Regions from separate parts of the Mus musculus genome. Here region 1 is linked to region 2. Evidence: chromatin contacts called from public ChIA-PET data. All regions are on one chromosome and are shown on one strand. The core of a region is the stretch at or near the end of the contact, and the rest is flanking DNA. Distances in the headings are between cores, read along the strand shown. Region 1 has its middle 37 kb from the start of 2810001G20Rik. Region 2 holds the start of 9630013K17Rik (RIKEN cDNA 9630013K17 gene).

The links. ChIA-PET counts read pairs in DNA pulled down with a chosen protein or histone mark.
Region 1: an RNA polymerase II ChIA-PET map of memory CD8 T cells shows a contact between it and region 2, with 29 read pairs. The contact joins the enhancer-like site here to the promoter of 9630013K17Rik in region 2. A contact is called at or near these places in 2 of 39 promoter capture datasets (hematopoietic stem and progenitor cells and neutrophils), 2 of 484 Hi-C or Micro-C datasets (CD4 T cells and nephron progenitors) and 1 of 115 datasets of contacts at active chromatin or transcription factors (memory CD8 T cells).

What each region holds. Positions count from the first base shown.
Region 1 is chr11:64,113,190-64,120,720 of GRCm38.p6, forward strand. No RefSeq gene overlaps it. Among named protein-coding and RNA genes, the nearest start is that of 2810001G20Rik, 37 kb to the left of the region's middle. Within about 2 kb of position 3,377, at least 17 of the 459 cell types and tissues checked have an H3K27ac peak or open chromatin away from gene starts, as enhancers often do. A contact at or near this core is called in memory CD8 T cells, where this site is marked.
Region 2 is chr11:63,958,460-63,966,014 of GRCm38.p6, forward strand. 9630013K17Rik (RIKEN cDNA 9630013K17 gene) reads left to right here and starts at 5,767. Exons shown (of 4, transcript NR_131111.1): 1 at 5,767-5,815; 2 at 7,356-7,470. It overlaps Cox10 (heme A:farnesyltransferase cytochrome c oxidase assembly factor 10), which reads right to left. Exons shown (of 7, transcript NM_178379.3): 7 at 4,168-6,069. The coding sequence ends at 5,663. It overlaps Gm30060 (a long non-coding RNA gene), which reads left to right. Exons shown (of 6, transcript XR_388739.4): 3 at 116-170; 4 at 1,973-2,048; 5 at 2,151-2,323; 6 at 2,504-3,931.

The sequences.
Region 1 (7,531 bases), core at 2,127-4,626, 150 kb after region 2:
GTAATAGAGAGGGTCTCATAACCAGGCACCGTCTTGGGAGATGGTTGTGTGACCTCTTTAGATCTAGTGTCTGGATCTGGGAGGAGGGGATGCTAGGAAGGCAGCTAGAGGAAGCAGTGTATTTAAGCTGTACCCACACGGTGCTGGAGTTTAACTATTTCTACGGAGAGGTCTTAAGTTTGTGAAACTCTTTTTGGATTATTTGCATCCACAAAAAAACAATCTTCAGACTCTCATGATCCAAATTACTTCCTTATCACTTGTTTATATGGTCTTAGCTAATGAATTCATCTTCGTTACCCTATACCCTCTTCCTGAGATGTATGTAACACATGGTTTGCATGATGAAAACGTGAGCGAGAGGAAGCTGGTTAGAAGTCATACGCCATTGCATCTAACACTCATCAGAACACACACTCACAAACTACCCTCATCTAGACTTCCTCAGGCTTAAGATGCATCCTGTGTCTATAGTGGCCACATCCTCTGGTGTACTATATACTCAATAATTACACTGATGCTTCGTAGAGAACATGATAGCCTTACTTGCCATAGGATTGCTCATCTAACTCAGTCTTGAAAAGTCTGTGAGAAACCGTAACGCATATTTGGTTTAGATGGACTAGAAATAAGGGAAGTTGCTCATTACAGAAGATACTAAGCTTGTTACATAGAGGGCTAAGATGTCACTTTATTGCCAATGGAGGAAAGGTGTCTAAGGCCAAAGCACAAATATGATAATGGGTGTTTGAAAGGAATTAGGTCATTTCTTTGTCCACATGTGTTTGTATGCATATGTGTGTGTGAACAATCTCGTCTATGTCAGTACCCCATTAAGTCAATGGTTCTCAGCCATCCTAATCCTATCTTATGACCCTTTAAGATAGTTGTGATGACCCCAACTATAAAAGTATTTTGTTGTTACTTCATAACTGTAATTTTGTTACCATTATGAATTCTAATATCAGATATTCAGGATATCTGATATGGACTCACAAAGGGGTCATGACTCACAGGTTGAGAACCACTGCTAAGTGATCCTGAATATATAGGTAGGTGTGGATGGAAAGAAAATGGTTATAACCATTTTTTGCATATATGCAGAGAGCTCTGCAGTACATTGGGGAAGAACAAATACTAAATATTCAGAAGTCTAAAATTTCTAGGGACCTCTAGAAACATTGAAAATATGAGCAATAATGTAATCAATCATGTATTTAAGAGCCCAAAAGTCCTAAGCAAACAGCTAGGTATAAGGAAACAGATGGTTTACCAGATGGGCAATGGCTGGTAATTAATTGCAGAGAGGGCGGTATGCATGTTCCGATGTATGTTGGACACAGTGGAGTATGAATTCTACCCAGCTTCCCCTTGCTCACCTTTGCATCATGCAATTCACGTGTTATGTGGTCTCCAGTGAACAGTTTTATAGTTCTTATAACTCCAGGTACAATAATCCAAGAACCCAGAACTTATTTATAAGATCAAGGTCCAGAAAAAGAGGGCACACAAAACCCAAGATGTTCTTAGGTTCTATGGGTGTGGAAACACAGTGAATGCTGCCAGCCTACGGATGTTTGTAATCCTGTCTTGATGGCTTGTACTTGGAATCTCAGCACTTCTGAAGTTGGAGCAGGAAGACCGGGAGCTTCAGGCTATACTGTGCATAGTAGATATACATAGAACATGGTGAAACCCTATTTCACTCCCCAACAAAACAAACAAAACAACAACCCCAGAATGAAATATTTTATACTACTGAGCTCTGGAGATGGTCACAAGATGTTTCTACTGGGCAGGGGAAAAATGTTTGCATTATCTTACTAAATATGGGGGAGGATTGTTAAATGCCAGGTGAGGGGGATGGAAAACATGAATAACTACGAGCGGGCACACCGCACTGTAGAAGGGGAGCAAGAACATCTTGGAAACACACGGGCAAGTGGAGCAGAGTGGAAGCCCGGCTCCAGACTAATAGTGTTGTGAAACCGATCCGTTTCTGTAGGATCCCCTGGCTTCTGGCTTCTTACCACACATTAGAGATTCACATAACAAACAGTTACTACAATTGTACTGGGTTTCAAGTGCTGGGTGTGGCTCTTGGCTGCTTCCTCCGCCGTCTCTTGTGGAGTTAGTGGGCATGATGGGCTAAGAACAGAAGCATCATCGTTAAATGCAACCATACGTTTTAGATAGAAAGAGGGAAGGAAAGTGAGATAGACCTAAATGAACACCACTGACAAGAGAGATCAGGGACTGCCACACAGATCTAATGCCACTGATCAGAAGTTTTGGGTCAGACGTGTTTCAGGGTTCAGACTAGTTTTCAGCTTTGAAAATTTCACACACACACACACACACACACACACACACACACACACACACACACACAGAGAGAGAGAGAGAGAGAGAGAGAGAGAGAGAGAGAGAGAGAGAGAGAGAGAGAGAAATCTAAGGGATGGGTCCCAGTCCCAAGTCCAACACAAAATTCGAAATTCATTTATGTTTTGCATACTCATTATACACCTAGCCTATTTGTATCTTTTTATGGTATTTAAATAATATTTGCATGAGACTTAGTTTTATGGTGTGGAATGTCCCGCTTGTAATGTCCACCAGCATTCAGCCAGTGTAAAAACATGGAGAGCTTGGCTTCTGAATTTCTTGGTCTGTGATGGGATTGAAAACAGCAAAGGCTTGTCCTGATGTGCTTGCTGCCTCTTCCTTTCCTTCCTCATTTGGTCTAAGGACTTGTCTGTTTTCTTGCTGTGTTAAATTGCCTGCTCTGTCCCCAGTCTCCAAATGACTTGCTCTGTCCCTGGTCTTGGAAACTTTCTGCAATGCAGATCTTCAACTCAAACCACAAATTCCTCTTTTGAGTACTCAAAGTTATAACAGGATTGCTTTTATGACCCTTTCTGTGTTTCACTAAACCCTACATTTGGGTCACAGAATGCTTTGGGATGGCCCAATAGTCTTTTAAACGATGTTTTGGCTGTACCCGTAATCAGTTTAATTATCCTACTGTTATCTGTTTTATGTAGCCATTCTCAAGCTATTTGAGCTCATGAATCTTTTCATTTCCAAACACTTTAGTAAATTTAACCAAAGTAGCTTTATCAGATCCCTTCTCCCCCAATTTGCTTGTAAAGGTGGCAGAGTACAGTGTCTGGGACATCAAGCATTTAAGGAATACCATCATGAAATTACAGGGATACCTTCTGAGAATTGTATGGTTGTATGAGAACTGTATGACTGCTGTGTGAATATTACAGAGGACATTTCTGTAAACTAAGATGGCATGACAACACTGGAAGGTCTTATGAGAGCAGCATGGTACGTGTAGTTCATCACCGATCCAATGTTAGTGCGTGCGTGTGTGATGGAACTAATTCTCTCTCAGGTTCCAAAGCTGGACTCTGCTGCTGTCTCAAAACAATCTCCACACTTTCTGTTTGCCAGAGACAAGAATAAAAATCCTTGTAGAACCAACTCAAAGATCACCATTTTTCACAGCTACAGCCATACAGTATGTGTGAGGGTCTTACGGCCACATGTGCCAAGTCCCTTGAAGACAGCGATGATGCTCCACTGACTTCTGTGCCCCTGCCAGATTCACCTTATACCTGCTGCACATTTGATACCCAAGAGACTAAAAAGATATGTGTTGATGAGATGAAAGTGACCACTGAGGTTTGCTGACGGCCTTGGTGGTTGAGGGAGAGGCTGGGTGTGGTTTCTTCAGGATTTTTTTCCTGGGCGTTCCCCTCCACTCCTCTTTTCATCCTTCCTTGTGCCCCACCCTTTGCCCAACAAACAGACAGACAGACAGACAGGCAGGCAGACACACACACACACACACACACACACACACACACACACACACATACACACTTTGCAGTTAATACTGTTTGCCCAAGTGAGAAGCAGGTTTAGTCGACAGCACATACTGAGCATGGTCAAGGAAAGAGGCAGTCAACCTGGCCTCACAGTGTCTCCCCATCTGCCTGCCTTTTATTTTATTGTCAGGAGCATTGTTCTGTTTTTCCAAGCTCAGCCCAATCTACAGGGATTTACCTGTCCAATGCTCAGCTAGATGCTCAGTGCTCTACTTTTAAGTTTCCCGAACAGACAGGCAGTTCCCAAGACCTTCTGGTCCTCCTGTGTTCATTCCAGCCACATTCTAGAGCTCTGATCTCTTAACAGAGAGCCATACTGTGTGGCATGCTGGGGCTGCTGCTGCTGCGCTCCTATGTCAGCTTCAGAGATCAGCTACAGCCCAGCAAATTAAAGTACAAACTGAGGTCATTGGCTATGGAGGGCAGTTGGACTCCAGACCCAGTAGAAAAGGTAGAGACTTTCAACTCATTTCCCAACACTGACTTGGACGATGGTTGTCCTGAAAGATTGAGTGCCCCCAGAGGGAGGATAGTGAGCATCAGGGATGTGACATCCTCCTTTGGAGAGAGAAATGACCAGGGAATGAAATAGTGAGTTAAGACTCAGTGCTCCAAATGTGTAAAGTTTTCCACCAGGCATGACTTTCAAGCTAGTACGTATCTTCTGTCTCCTGGTTCCATGATTGTACCTCATTTTAAACCAAAAAATTATGTCATTCTCTGTCAACCATCTTATTCATCAGACTTGACTTTGAATAAATTCTAGGTGTTTCCAAAAATGAAATTTGCTTCGAGGCTGAGAGATTCACGTTGTGGAAGCTCCTTAAGAAAGGTGCCGCCAAGCAGGGTGGGTCAGGGTAGTTTTGGTACCTGACAAAAAAAAAAAACCCAAAAACAAAAACAAACAAAAAAACTCAAAACCAACACTAGTTTATCTCATTGTTTTGCAGTCCAGTTTCACAAACTTTCATGGCTTCTATGAAATTTGGGCCCAGTTAAAGTAGCTCATGTGCCTTGTCAAAGCATTGTACCTAACCTAGACATCTGTAACTAATTTCTTTTCCTACAATCTCTTCTTGGGAAGGAAGGAAGGAAGGAAGGAAGGAAGGGAGGGAGGGAGGAAGGAAGGAAGGAAGGAAGGAAGGAAGGAAGGAAGGAAGGAAGGAAGGAAGGAAGGAAGGAAGGAAGGAGATGAGTGCTAGAGACCAATGGAGGTATGGCTGCTGACATTGAGAACGATTGAAAGATAAGCACGTGGGATTTCTGAGAGATAAGCATTGTGGGATTTCTGAGTGTGGGTAGTGGCTGGAGATGGCAGCTTTGTGCTCTCAGAGTGATACATGATCACTGCGATTCAGAAGAGACACGAGAGTCATCTGTAACTCCACCAACTGGGGGGGGGGGTCTCATCCTTCATCCCCGTGGTTCCTTCACGCCATCATTTGTTTGGCGGCAGATTTAAGATATAAGTGTTTTGTTTTAGTCACTAAGCAGCCAGATGCATACAGAAACCCCCATAAAACATGTAGATAAGGAGACTGTCTGCTTTCTCTCTCTCTCTCTCTCTCTGTTAGATCCAGCTGCTGGCTTAAGGTTTGTTTTCCTTCATAGCTTATCATCTATGCCACAAGTAAATTTCCTTTTCTTTTTTCTTATTATCAGTCACCATGGAATCTTGAATTTTTATTTGGTCAAGTGCAGTCGTTATTCTCTTTGACACTCAAGTCGTGCTAAAAATGGCCAGTGTGAGTTTTGACAAGTGATTCCTGAAGCCTTTGAATTCAACTCCCATAAGTCCAAACACACCTCTGCTTTCTGACTTAACAGATTTTCAAGTTCCAGATGTAGAAGCCCTGCTCTGCTTCTCTAAGGAGCCATGGCTTCTGTTGCAAGGGTAACCCTTAAAAAGAGATGTATGTACTTTTAGGTATCTTCAGAGTACAGAGTTAGGACAGCCATGCACACACTCATATGTATGCAGGGACACACACACACACATATACATATCCGTGCGTGCACATTCATACATTACAGGCTTATATTGACATTTCAAATTCAGATGATCATTACTGTTTTAATTCCTATCTTTGACTGTACAGAGGGATCTCTTTTCTCTGTGTGTCTATGTCTCAGGGTTGTGTGTGCCAATGGAGGCATATGGATGTATGTTGATTATGCTTAACAATTCACAGAATGATCACCACACAAGTGGGGAGTTTTGGGTAGACAGCAAAGGCAATGGTTCCATGGAGAGAAGCCCTCAGTGGTATTGGAAAATGTTTGGGGTACATGTGGAAGATCGTCTCACCACAAATTAGTTGAGACTAGAGGAGGCTTTCTCTGTGACAGGGCGGGGGCCAGGCTAAGGCAGGGCCTCTTTTTGGAACTCATACGCCTGCCATGGAGTTCCTTGGGAGGGACATGGCGCCACTTTGGTTAGTGGGTCATAGCTCTGACCTCCAAAGACAAAGATGTTTTTAAAGAATATTATGATATACATGCCTGTAAGAAAATCTTCCTCCACATTTTTCTCATAAATGTGGAACGCTTTTGATTATGAAACTGGGGGAAAAGCTTCTAAAATAAAATTTCTGGGTTAATATGTATATGAAATTATAAGGGTATGCATATAAGCCAATATATATTGCTAAGTCATATGACCCAGAGAGCTGTATCAATTTATACCCCTGGGTGTGCAAGGGAGCTGGCTCCTCCCTCTTTGATATTTTTTCCTGCTGAGACATTGCTTTTCTTGTGCCCATCATTTATATTTGGACTTTTCCTATGTGCTACTGTAATGCATTTGTCGTCCCCCCCCACTGGTATATGAAACCATTTTATCTTTTCAACGAATTTATCTTTGTGGTCATGACATATCTAAAATTTGATTTGATATCTGCCTCACAGGCAAAATACTTTTCCTTTTCTTGTTAATCTCTTTTCTGGAAAATGGCAGTCTGTATCAGATTTTTTCCTTTTTTTTTTTTTAAAGAAAATTTAGATTACATGTATTTATTGGTGTGTGTGTGTGTGTGCGTGTGCGCACTCGTGTGAGCTTGTAACAAACTGACTTTCACACCTGAGCCACGTCGAAGACTCCATTTTCTATCAGGTGCTGATATGAAGTTGTATCTCCAGCTCTTACTGAGGAATGAGTGGATTTCCTTGGTAAGACTTTTTATTTTCCTCTTGTATTTTCTCTAAGAATGGGAAAAACCTAAGTCATACATAGTTAACTGCCCTTTTGAATCAGAAATTCCCTGTGTTTCAACTTATTACGTTATTTAATAATGGCATTTGATAAATAAATTGTGAATTATTGTGTGTGTGGGGGGTTGTTTATTGTTGGGAGAGGAGGGGCTTTTCTCTTAAGTCTTTTCTCTTCTGGGAAAGGAATGTGTTGTCACCTTGTGGGAGGATTACCAGACCGATAATGGACAAGATATTTGTAATAAAAATACTAGATAGAAATTTTAAACTGCTACATGTACACACTCTGAAGCCAACAAGAGAGACTCAGAACAGCAGATCAGATGGAAGACTTGTGGTATGAATTTGTATTTGTTTTTAGTCAACATTGGTTTGCATACAGTTTTACCAAATTAACAAGCTCGATGCACTTGTATTTGTTG
Region 2 (7,555 bases), core at 4,517-7,016:
GAAGCTTGGGAGGTAGTTACAAGTTGGTGAGGGGTGATGGGTACCACAGTGATGTATATGAGCAGGCCAGCCAATCAGAATTGAAGTTTGGAGTCAGATGCCTTGTCTCTCATAGGTTCTGTGATGAATAGGATGGGTCTATCTACTAAGGGAGGCACCTGACATTAGAGGTGAGTATTATAAACTGTTTGATCTAGAATGTTATCTTCACTTCTTACGGTTGGTTAGGAAACTGTGGCTAAAAGATGCTGGGAGTGTAATCTGCCTGGCATGAGGCTACTTATACTTGGGTGTGCAAGGATCTTCTTCAATGCCTTTCTAGGAAGTAGCTTAGCAGATATAATTGTATTAAAAAAGGCTGGTGGGGAAAGGTCAAAGTTGTGTGTCAGGACAGGGGGCTCCGTGGATGGGCCTTTCCTATTTGCTCCTTGAGTTGTGTCTTGTCACCTGACTCCATTGACTGGAGCAGAGAGATGGGGGACACATGCCACTAATGGAGTGATTGAAAGAACCAGGCCAGTACCCCAACCTGTTCTCCACCCAGGTCAAGGGAGGTACCTGTTTTCTTTGCCACTGGAAGCCCCTTGACCTGTTTCCTGTGGGGCTCTGCAGCTGAAACTAGATAGAGGCCTCATCCTCGTGACTGCTCTGTCACTTGAAGGGTGTTGGGAAGCAGGAGGGAGAGACACAGAAGGAAAGGGAAAGAGGGTACCAGAGGTACTGGGACCCTGGTACTGGCAGAAGTCAGAAGGGCAAGTGTTCATGATGTGAGGGGCCAGTAAGCAGAAAGACACTGCTCTGTTCCCAGCATTCCACTGGGCAAAGATATACAGGGGCCCAGTTATTTCTTAGCAAAGCCAGCAAGAGATGAGGACTGACAGACAGTGGAATACAGACAAGAGAAGCCATGATCAGATGCATAGCCTTGCACAGGGTCATAGCACACAGCACAGCACCATAGAGCTCCACACTCTTGCTTCTGGCTGTCAACACCAGTTTCTGGGATCCCTAACACATACTTAAAATGCTCTAAGGTTAGGTATTGCTGGGGCTGGAGAGATGGCTCAGCAGTTAAGAGCATGCACTCCTAGGAAGTGGACCCAACTTCAATCTCCAGCCCCCATATTGGGCAATTCAAGCTCTGGGGTATCTGGTACCTTCTTATGGCCTCTTCAAGAAACTGCACTCACATGTGCTCATATCCACATTCAGATAGACAGACACATGTATAATTAAAAATAAAAAAATCTTTACTAACAGCCATTCCTAGTGGATACTAGGGCCTACTTTTATGTTTGAAAAGACTCAGGAGAAATGGCATCTTCTCACAGCTAAAGTCTTCCAAAGATGGACATTAATATGTGTATGTGTGTGCACACGCGCACATGTGTGTGCTCATGTGTATGGCATATGAGGGGTGGGGGACACACGTGAGATGATGCCCTATACTAGACCAGAGAATAACCTCAGGTGTTGGCCCACACCTCCCACCCTGTTATTAACCACTGTGTGTGCCAGCCAGCTGACCAGCCAGCTTCTGAGGGTTCTCCTGTATCTGAGTCTCGTCTGGCACTAACACTGTTTTACATATGTTCTGGGGAATTCCAACTAAGGTCTTCATGCTTGTGTGCCGGGAGACACTTTACCCACAGAACCATCTCTCTTGTCTGAAACTTGGTTTTATTCTTCACAGATGGGCTTATTAAAACAAAAGGAAGTTGTCAGAATTTTCTCAAAGCAATATGGAAGTACGGGAGAGATGGTTCCATGGTAATAGCATATTTGCTCTTCTAGGTTTAGGGATCTGAAGCTGTTCTCTGATGTCCTCAGGCACCCAGACACATCACACACACACACACAGACACACACACACACACACACACAGACACCCACACCCACACCCACACACACACCTATAAATTCTGCTCAGCCTACAACGGGATTGTGCCTCAGTGTCTGTGTTTCCCCACAGGTCTGTGCTGACTTGAGAGTCACAGCTTGCTGCTGCTGCCCAGCATCCTAAAAAGGGTAGCTGCCAGTGGTCACAGGTTACTGGGTTCTGAAAGGAAAGCTGGGGGTGGATGGGATGGATGGCCGGAGAAATAATGTGCCAAGACAAAGTTCTAATCAAGGCTCAACTTTAATTCTAGGGTCTGATTTTTAAAGTGGGGAACCCATCTCCCACTCTGCCAGGATCTCCTCGCGTTGCCAGGATCTCCTCAGGAAAACAAGCTCAGCTGCTCAGCAGGCAGTGGCTTCTTGCAGGAAGCTGCAGACTTGGCGGGACAATAGACTGCACCTAGGTTGGAAGCCTTCACCCTAGGTGAGCTAGCTGACTGCAGCAAACAAGGTCTGATTCAGCCCACTCAAGGCTGGGGTGGGGGGTGGGGGGTGGGTGGGTGGGGGGAGGGCACATAAAAAAGCACCGGGCAGCCCTAGAAAGGCTCAAAATTCAAACTTCCTTGCAAACTTCTATTTGGTATGTACCATTTCCATACTGCAGAGAAGCTCCAAATCCGAAGTCCAACCATTGCAAGTTGGAGACCTTCTCCACCATGTCACGGTATCCATAGAAGTCCTTCCACACTGGGTGGCACCTGCATCTAGCCAGCATCACACACTATAGCCACTCTGTGACCCCAGGACTAGGGGGCGTCAATACAGGAAGGTTCTAGGCCTAGAAAGGTAGGGAATCACTTGCTCATATAAGCTCAGCCTTTCGGGTTTTAGTCTGAGCCCTCCCCACCCCCCTAAGGCCTTATTGTTCATGTTCCCTTGGACTCCAAGAGATCTCTACTGGGTAGGAATCTTAGGACACTGGACTGCAGAACACCTGAAAGCAGAGTGCCCAGAAAGACGGGCCAGGCATGAGCCCTGATGTCTGTGGGAGCCATGGTGTCTGGTGAGTGGGGTCACCTTGAGCACAGGGAGTCCTCAGGAAAGTTTGTCAATAGCCTGGTGTGGGGCTCTACATGAAAGATGGCTGTAGAGAACACTGGAGAATACAATGAGGTCTGAGAGGTCCTGAGTAGGAAGACAGGATGGGGAAGGCCTATGGAAGATTGACAATAGAAGGCAGCTGGCAGAGACTGGACGGCTTTGAGAAGGTGCTAGGCATGAAAATGTATGTTAGCATCCCAGAACTGTGAGAACTGTGACTGAGCAAAGACGAAAGGTTTGCTCGCTCAGGGTATTGGAGTTCTCAGGCTATGCAAAGGCAGCTTGTCCTGAGGGGAGAATGCGCCAGATGAACGCTACTACCTTATACCCAGGGAAGTGACAGACAGGAAGGCGCTGGGGTCCTGTCATCCCTTCAAGGGCTCCCAAAGGTCAGAAGACATCCTACCAGGCCCTGTGTCTTAGAGCCTCCATCACCCCCACGCCCCAATCCGGAGACGAGGCAGTTATGGTCTTTGGATGGCATCTTAGATCAAATAATAACGGTAGCAATTAACAGATAATGTGGGCTATACGTCCTTACAGCAGAACAGTCAAGAACAGTGAAAGTTTATCATCTGCAACAGTATGAAGAGAAGCGGGGGCGGGGATGGGGAGCGTTTGCTGAGTGAGGTAAGCTAGGCGTAGAAAGACCAACATCATGCAATCTCATTTCTCTGTGTGCTCTGTCCTGTGGCTGTGGTTGGTGTCATGTAACTGCAGCCCCAGCACGTGGAAGGCAGACACACATTAGGGCATCCCTGGGCTACATGAGACCCTGTCTCAAAACCACTATCACAACCAAACCAAACCAAACCAAAAGAAAATAAAAACTATTTAACCCTAAAATAGGAGGGTGGCTGACTGGCTGAGGCTGAGAGGTAGAGGAGATGATGGCCAGACAGGGAGGGAGGAGAGGAGGGGCATTATTTATTTATTTTTTAAAAACTGTATTGTGTGGTAAATACAGTAAAAAAACCATACATTTCAAAAACCACTAAACTTCAAATATCGCCACCATCCAGTGATGCTCACTTGAGACAACGGTTGTGCTATGACCCTGCTATGTGGATTCATAAATCACACCACTCGATGCTCTATAAATAGCTACAAGTATAATTTGTCAATTTACAGTTAGGAAAAATGAAGGAAGGAAATCCAGAGGCGCTGTCGCTGGCAGCTCCTGGAGGAGGCCTGGGATGGCTGGGAAACACAGGACACACGCTCAGGTTCTTTTAACTGTTTTATTGCAGCAGGAGGAGAATCAACACACTTTACAGACTTTAAGGCCGCAACAAGTCCTAGATGCTCTTTGCAGACATCGCCATTCCCTGTTACCACAGGACACAGCCAGGCGGTAACGTTACAAAAGGTAGACAGAGGTACCGGGCACACTGTCTGCAGGCACTCTGGACACCATCCTCCCCACCTTTTGTGGTGGTGTTAAGTTCAAACCCGAGCCCAGAGCTAAGCAAGTGCTCTCCCTTTGGTCACGGCCAAAGCCTTTCTTCCACATTTTGAGAGGACAGTCCAAATTCAAGAACCGTTTTCTGTGTGGCTTAAAGCCCTGGAGGGAATCCTGACGGGGCCCAGCACCCTGGGAGATCAAGGAACTCAAACTCTGGCAGCTCCACAATTTTAAGGCAGCATTGCTCTCTAGCCCTGGGGAGTACGCAACAGTCCGAAGACCTACAGGTCCCTGCATTTTACACCAGAGGCCATGGAGTTCCAGAGCTGGACCCATGGCCACTAGGAGCCCTGCTGCCCTCTCTGAACACCACTGGGCACGGAGGCCAACTTCTGGACTTAGGAGGTACCAGTGTAGAAATGTGGTTTGCACGAAAGAGATAAGTGAGCATAAAATGGTTGCTGACGCAGCTCACCCTCTCCCTCAGGTTATGCTGAGTGATGCCCTTCCAAAAGGAAATGCTGAGACCATGCCTGAGAGCATGATGAACACGTGGCATATTTCCTGGGGTTTCTGAACTCCTGGTTTGGGGTGGGATTGGACGTGGTGGTGTGTGCTGGCAATGTGGCCAGGGATCTGCAGGCAACCGTTTGGAATCCCCACTCCCAGTGGGCAGCCCAGGCCAGGTGTTGTGTTACTTCAGGGAATGTGTGGTTGAGAACACTGGTAGGGTAGAGGAAGCTAGGCAGGCCCCATCTTACTGGCAGAGAAGGGGTGCTGTAGCCACACTATGTGTTCTTCTGAGGAAGTGTGTGGGAGCTTCCAGATGCGGAACTACAGAGGTTGGGTCACAAGCACTCACCTGTTTGAGCAATGACCACAGTGGCCTCCAGGTGGTGAGTATGCACGCGCGCACGTGCGTGTGTGTGTGTGTGTGTGTGTGTTGGGGGCGGGGCTGGCCTGGGGTGGAGGGAGGAGGATGTGCATATATATCATGTGGGTGAGAGAACACAGGGCTGGAGGGAAAGATGCATAAAGACTTTCCAGGAGAAGAAATATTCTTTTTTTTTTTTTTTTTTTTTTTTTTGTACTGACCCCATATGCTAGTCCCTTTCTTGTTTGGGAAGCAGTTTGGATATTAATATTAAAAGGACTGGGAAGTGACGACACAGCACCAGATGATCTGCCACCAGCTGACACCATCCAACTCTCTTTGCCAGAATCACCAAAATACGCTTCCTGCTGGCCCAGGGCAGTGCTGTCCGTGTGTCTGTCTGCAGGTGTCTGCTCTCATGTTCCCCACAGACCGGCTGGCTCTCAGCTCGGAGCCTCTCCCTTGTCCCCCTCCTGCCCGGGCCGCTGCTTACAGGTGAGCATGAGCAGCAGGAGCAGCGGCAGGTGCCACAGGCTGCAGAAGAACAGTTTCCTTGAGCTCCTGCGGTCTGCGTCCACGTAGAAGCGGAAGCCGAGGTAGGAAATGTACAGGTTGATGGGGAGGGAGATGACAGGGAAGACCCAGGTGGTGATGTCCAGGACCGGGGCAGCAGTCGACAGAGCAATCAGGGCCAGGCAGTGGCGCAGTGCCACCCGCCGGCAGAGGGCTGGATGGGTGACGGACATCATACAGTAGCCTCCTCGGGAGTAGTCTTCACGGAGGCCCCAGCTCAGGGCATTGAAGTGGGGGAATTGCCAGGAGTACAGGATCCCTCCCAGAAGAAGCGCTCCTGTGAGGAGGGGTGGGGAGAAAAGGGAACAGTTAGGTGTCAGCGGCCATCTCCAAAGCAAGGCTCTCTCAGCCTCAAAGTGAACTCCTCAGGAGGCCTGTGCTCAGGTGGCCAGCAATCTGTCTCAGCCCTCCTGTCTTAGTGTGCTTTCTAGTGCTGTGATAAACACCGCGACCAAAGACAACGTTAGGAAGAGTTTGTTTAGAGGTTTCAGCAGGGACACAAGGGGGAACCTGGAGGTGGGAACTGAGACACCATGGAGGGCCACTGCTCAGTGGCTGCCTAACATGGCTTGCCCAGCCTGCTTTCTTAGATAGCTCAGGACCTCCTAACCAGAGGTGGCACTGCACCCAGTGAGCTGGGCCTTAACATATTAATTTGATGATGATGATGATGATGATAATGTCCCAACAGAGCTCTCTACAGTCCAATCTGATGGAGGCATTTTCTCAGTTGTGGTTCCTCTTCTCAGACTATACTAGCATGCCCAGTAGTACCCTTCCCAATGGAGGGATTCCCATGGGAGAGGACTGTTGGAAATAACGAGAGAGGCACTTTCTAGTTCAAGAGTCCTGGTACCCGTTTCAGTGACACACACAGGGCACTTATCTTAACACGGAGTTCTCTTGGGAATTGGAAGGCAGGCAGGGAAGGCTAGAGCAGCTGAAGGAGCAAATGGTGGTGACGGAGACTTCTTCGTGTTTTGATGGGACAATACAGCTAACTCTGCGACTGTCAGGTGGTGGAGATTCTCAGGGCACAGGGTGGCCTTAAGGACCCTGAGCTTCATGTTTGGGGAAGCCGTAGTAGATCTCACGAGCTGTCTTGGACCCTCAGGCCTTGGGCTGAGTATGATATACAGTAGTAATGACAGCCACAGCATGGGGTGGGGTTATGACAAGAGCAGGAAGTGTTCTGCCAAGGAAAGCTCATTGTGGTAACAGAACCAGGGCATGGCTGAGGGGAGACAGGAGGGCCCAGGGGAGGGATGGTAAGGCTCAGAGCTCCAGGTGGGTTTTATTCTAGAAATGACTGAGCAAGAACAAGCTTGACATGGTGAAATTGGCAGCAATGGGGACTCTCCCTCCAGCTCTGCCCCTCACTGTCCCCTCAGCCTCTGGTGTGCCAACTGCAGTAGTCTGTTGTGCAACTGAAAGTTTTGGCTGTGCTTCGCCTCAGAACGAGAGCGCTCAGACAATAGCTCAGTTCTGGAAAAGGAGCAAGCTGCTGTCTCTGAGAGGAAGTTGGTAAGGGTTTGGCTCGTGTCACAAATGAAATCTCTTTAGGATCCGCTGCTTAATGGACTGCAGTGGGAAAACCACCCACAGCTCTGCCTGATGGGCTTCAACTGCTGCTGCTTGGGAAGAGAAGAAAACAAACTGCTTTCTTCATCAAGATAAGGTGAGTTGGAGCAGGACAGACCGGGTCAGCTCAGGGCTGTGGTGGGGCCCACCTTCCTGGTGGGACGGACAGAGTGCTCTGCACA